Regions from separate parts of the Mus musculus genome. Here region 1 is linked to region 2. The links are chromatin contacts, called in public Hi-C maps. All regions are on one chromosome and are shown on one strand. Each heading gives the region's core, a stretch centred on a gene start, on an enhancer-like site or on the middle of the called end of the contact. The rest is flanking DNA. Distances are from core to core; before and after follow the strand shown.

What was found. Hi-C and Micro-C count contacts between places; a contact is called where the count stands out from the background.
Region 1: a contact with region 2 is called in a Hi-C map of uterus, with 5 times the contacts expected there. The contact joins two enhancer-like sites. A contact is called at or near these places in 5 of 484 Hi-C or Micro-C datasets (bone marrow-derived macrophages, cerebral cortex, nephron progenitors and 1 more) and 2 of 115 datasets of contacts at active chromatin or transcription factors (microglia and neural progenitor cells).

The regions. Positions count from the first base shown.
Region 1 is chr10:37,356,124-37,358,823 of GRCm38.p6, forward strand. No RefSeq gene overlaps it. Among named protein-coding and RNA genes, the nearest start is that of Gm31202, 6.9 kb to the right of the region's middle. Within about 2 kb of position 1,303, at least 103 of the 459 cell types and tissues checked have an H3K27ac peak or open chromatin away from gene starts, as enhancers often do. A contact at or near this core is called in microglia and uterus, where this site is marked.
Region 2 is chr10:37,193,065-37,195,879 of GRCm38.p6, forward strand. No RefSeq gene overlaps it. Among named protein-coding and RNA genes, the nearest start is that of 5930403N24Rik, 55 kb to the left of the region's middle. Within about 2 kb of position 1,312, at least 74 of the 459 cell types and tissues checked have an H3K27ac peak or open chromatin away from gene starts, as enhancers often do. A contact at or near this core is called in microglia and uterus, where this site is marked.

The DNA.
Region 1 (2,700 bases), core at 53-2,552, 160 kb after region 2:
AGGCAGGCATGTGCTGGAGCAGTAGCAGAGCACTTGCATCTGATTCACAAGATGGAGAGAAAGAGAGAGAGAGAGAGAGAGAGAGAGAGAGAGAGAGAGAGAGAGAGAGAGACATGAAGTGGGCTTTTGAAGCCCCAGAGTCCACCTCCAGTGACACACTTCTTCCAACAAGGCCATAACTCCTAATGCTTCCCAAACAGTTCCACTGACTGGGAACCAAACATTCAAATACATGAGCCTATGGGGACTTTTCTGAGTCAAACCTGTGGCAGGATTTTCCCTCTCCAATTACATTAAAATTTTAGTGCAGCAGGAGGCCTGTGATTGGACAGGGAAAAGGGAGGTATAGCTAAGAGTTGAGAGATGGGATGGAGGGAGAGACAGGAAGCAAGATCTATGGACAGGATGATGCAGAACCATCATGGCTTTGAATAGCCATGGGTAGATATGCTACTATATTGGGATAAAATAATTGGGGTAACTTGACTAATCTAGGTGGGCAGCTTGTATCAGTATCAATTGGCACAGAAATTATTGTGTGGCCATCTTGTGAATTGAGAATTTATTGATATATAAATCTTACTGGTTAATTATAAGCTTCAAGACTTTTGTTTTACTGTGTTACTGGAATATGGTACCACAGACCATAGGGGTTTGTGGTTTTAGGAACAAGCCACTGAGGCAAGCGAACTGGAGCTAGGAAGACTGCAATCAATTGCTGCATGGGGCTAGCCATGGAGGCAGTGGGGTTGGCGGGGTAGAGAGTAGCCGGACTTAGTGCGAAAACTTGTTCTCTTTTAATGTTTCCTGCAATACACACCACTATAGGTTCTTACCAGACAGTGTAGTCTAATCTTGAACATACAATCCTCCTGCCGTAGCTGCTAGAATGCTGGGATTATAGGCATGTACCTCCATTCCTGACATTGCTTTAAAACAAAACAGAAAAAAAAAAAAAAAAGGTCATTTCCACTGCTTTATTTGAAAATCCATGGTAGCCAAGGATGGTGGTTCGTGACTTTAATCCCATTGAGTGGCACAGTCAAGATTTCTGTTCATTTGAGGTCAGCCTGATCTACATAGCAGGACAATCATGGGAGAGCACAGTCAGCAGCACCAGTGAATGGGAAAAGATATTGAAGCCTTTCTGCTCTGGTCTTTGACCACGTGCCCAGACCACCACAATCCTACCATTTGAGATACACCACCACAAACACAGTGAAACTATGTACCTAGGGAGAAAACGGCACATGCTGTGGATGGAGGAAAGCCTGAGCACTCTTCATTTTTAAGAGCTGCCAAGCTTTGCTGCTGGCTAATGTTTACATTCACAGAGGAATGTGATTGTAATATTGAGCTCATGCCTCTGGAATGTGCATTTTAATAAGAGAAATGCAGGCTCCAGTGTGATATCTCCATGTCAAGTTTTGCGTACATGAATGCACATACAGACACACACATACACACACACAGAGGCACACACGGAGGTAGGCAAACCTGTGATGTTTTCCAGCTTAAACGGTTGAGAGTTTTTAATTAAATGCAAAGACTAACACTTATCGTGCAGAAGGAGAGGATCTAAGCCTGCAGTGTTTGCAGCCACAAGGGATACCCAGTGTGCATGGGCCATTTTTGAACACTGAAGGAGACAGAAGTACCTCAGGATCAGCTGCAGCATCAACAAATCCCAGTGACCTAGATTCAGCTATAGATAATGAACTGGTGGCCTGTGTAGCTAGCTCTGTACCAACAGCCTGTCTGCAGTTCCATGGGCTGCCTGGCAAACAGCGCTGATCCATTTCACCATGACAACCTTGGCTGCTCTACTAAAGGCTGTGTGCAGGGAAATGCTCACTGTCAGCATTGTAAAGATTCCAAAAATTAAGTTTACTCAGATTTTTTTTTTAAATACACATCTCAAAAATCCAACTAAAAAGACATTCTTTAACAGTGTTGGAAGAGCTGGAGAAGGCAGATGTGCACAAGTGTTAGCCTTCTCTAAGCCTTACATTATCAGCAAAATGATCAACATTATGTCTTACTCAGCCAACGGCATCATGATAAACGTGCATCTAACCAAAATGAACGAGTCACTCTCTGAAAGAGAGAATGTACAAGTCAAAAGCCTAAGGAGTTATCTCCCACTGCTACACATATTCTGATCTTTTAAAATAGAAAATATGGAATCAAATAATTTCACAATAAGTAAATGGAAGGGTTTAAGTGGATTTACTAGAGCCTTGCCTCGGAGTTAATGTGTGCAGAATTGAGTTTCATTGGAGAACGACACTAGTATGCCCCTTGGGGGGGCGGGGGAATGGGTCTGTGCTTTGGTAAAGGAATTCCATTTAGGGAGAGCAATTTAGGAAAATCAGGCCCTGGTATGTGCACATGATCACATTAAAATGTTACCTCGGCTTGTCTGATGAAAACCACAGCCCCAAAGTGATCGCATTTGCAGACCTTTATACTGAACACCATGTGCTGAACTCAGCATCCCCTTTTTGTTGAGTTAGTTCAGGAAGGTAAATCTTAGAACCTCCTGCACTGTTGCTGTTTTGTGCACAGGAAAGGGAGTCACAGCAGGCTAAAGAATGGCTCAGGGCTTATTACCAAGGCTGTAGCTCAGGCCTGAGACAGAGAGTATATTTACTCAGGTAGAGTAGATTAACATGTGAGTTTTGTTTGTTTATTTTAGGA
Region 2 (2,815 bases), core at 62-2,561:
GATTGTGGCAACAGAAGCTGATGAAGACCTTAGTTAACTGCATTAATTTCCAGAGGCTGCTGGGACAAATTGACACAAATGTGTGCCTTAGAGCAACAGCAATAGCAACAGAAATTTGCTAATTCATAGTCAGTGGAGTCAGAAGTTTGAAATTAAGGTGTTGGTTGGGCCTCATTCTCTGAACATTCTAGAATAGTGCCCAGCCCCTTTCTTAAACTCTACTTTCCCAGTGTTCCTTTGCCTCCGTTTTCACATGGTGCTTTGTGCCCATATGTAGGGCCTGTCTGGGGAATCAGGGACAATGTCTTCCCAATTCCCCCTGCTCAGTTACAACTGCAGAGACCCTTATTTCCAAGAAAGACCACAAACCCAGGCCACGGTGGACTGAAACTGGGTATATCTTCCCATGAGTCACTGCTTGTGCCATCATAATAATTATTAAGAAATAAAGTAAGAAATTTATTGAACTCAATAAATACAAATAAGAGACTGAAGTTGGACACAAGAGACACACCTGTAATCTTAGTCTTCTGGAGAAAGAGGTAGAAAGATCATGAGTTCAAGGCCATTGTTAGCTACACAGTGAGTTCAAGGCCAGTTTAGAATACATGAGATTAATACATTAATACATGTTAACAACAACAACAACAAAAAAAAAAACTTTAAAAAGCTAGAAGTAGAAACTTTCTCCTGCTAGACCTCAATTAGAATTTTTAAGAACTGCACTATCATGCCAAAATTTTTTTTTAAATTAGCTTTCTTCTCTTCACAAATTCTATCATCTAAGAGAGAGAGAGAGAGAGAGAGAGAGAGAGAGAGAGAGAGAGAGAGAGAGAGAGAAAGGCAGAGCCAGGCATGGTGGATCATCACTGTAACCCTGGTGTTTGGGAAGCTGCTTGGGAGGACTGTGGAGAGGCTGTCTGATGAATGAGTCAATAGGTACTGTTTGTTATCTTGGTTGCATGTCAGTAGGCCAAGAGTCAAGCACTGAGGTTATTCTTATTTTTGTCTGAAATCATACCAAATCTCCCTCACGTTAAAAGAACGCAAATACATCCCCTGCTGTTCTTTCTCAACTGATTCTGTTTTGTATCCTTCTAGCAGACCTGGAGGAGAGGGAACTATATATTTCTCTTCCTCACTCGGGGCCTTGCCTTCTCCAGTAAAAGGTCCTCTGGGTGAGTATGAGGGCGGTAGTTGAGACAAGTTCAGCAACAGCTGGGATAAGCAGCTGTGGAAACTGGGAGAGCAGCCTGGGCACCGCGGTGAGGACCAGGTCCAGGTTTCCGCACAGTCCCAGCAGCCCAGCCAAGGCTCTGACGGTCTTCAAGGCCAAGCCAGGCTGTCACAGGGCCAAGGCTTCCTCTTCGCAGCCCAGGAGAAACCTAAGAAAACATAAAACTACCGAATGCCGTATCTATAGATTCCGTCCTCTTTTCTTCCCACAGGAGAACACAGCACAGAGAATTCTGTGATTTGTCAAAACCCTAAACAAAACAGGGCTGCAGTTGATTCCGACAAATGGCCACAGCTGTGGAAAAGTTTCTCTGCGAAACCAGCAGCTCAGCACAAATAGCCATCTCATCAGTTTTATGATCACTTTTCCAGCACGCTCTCTTTCTCCCCAACACTCAGCGACTGGTTCCTTGAGGTCAGGTCCCTTCTTTTAGTTGTGGGCAAGGTGGTTGTGCTTTTCCTATAGTAGCTTCGCTTTTCTTTACACTCAGTTTCCCAGGTTGGTCCATGTGTCATCTCAGTTGACACAGAAAGGTCAACACCGGTTGTATGGCCCTGGGGAGACTTGTTGCTTAGAGGTTGTGACTGGTGCCAACAGTGACACACAGCCCTGTGTCCTAGGCATTCTGATCTAGGTGGGGCCGAACGCTCAGGCCATGAAGCCTGGAAGCCAGGTTGCCTCACAGCTAAAGCCAGCCCAGGTGTGCTGAGAGTTTTCCAAGGTTTGCCTCACTGTGATTAAGTTCGCTGGAACTGCTGCAAAAGTGAGAAGCCCGGAGGAGGGAAGCGAGGTCAATGAAAACTGAACCTCAGCGAAACTCAAGGAATCCAAACCAATCCCAAACCACGTTTTTATGAGACCGTTCTGTGCTGAAAACTGATGAGGTGGATGGTTTTCTGCTGTTGCGGCTTAGTTACCTTCCTCTTTTGGAGGCTGTATATTTCTCTCTCCCAGCACAATACTGTGTCACAACTCCCCCCATACCCGCCCCCGGGGCCGCTTTCATTTTGAGGTCTGTCTGTAGAAGCCTCATTGTCATGTGCAGGCATGGTGATGTTTGTGTTTAAGGCATGCATGGACAAAGAGACTTTTGGACTTTTGGAAAGCATGGTATCAGCTCAGAATTTGAACATAAATGATCTCTCTCTCTTTTTTTTTCTTTTCTTTTCTTTTTTTTTTTGGTTTTTCGAGACAGGGTTTCTCTGTATAGCCCTGGCTGCTCTGGAACTCACTTTGTAGACCAGGCTGGCCTCGAACTCAGAAATCGGCCTGCCTTTACTGGGATTAAAGGCATGCGCCACCACACCTGGCCATAAATGATTTCTAACTTGAAACATGAAGTATGAGTATCTAAGGCAGGGTCTAACATTGGTTACCCTGCATATTTTATGGGTTTTCAGAAGTATCCAATGAACAGGAAAGTAGTAAAGCTGGAATTAATGTATGGTTTCCAATCAATGCGCACTGTACAGAAGAACTTTACGATATCAATAAGACACCTGTTTACAGAGTCTAGCAGGTAGGTTAGTTTAAAGCTAGTTTGTGTAAGGGATTACAATGTTTATGTAATGGTTAAAG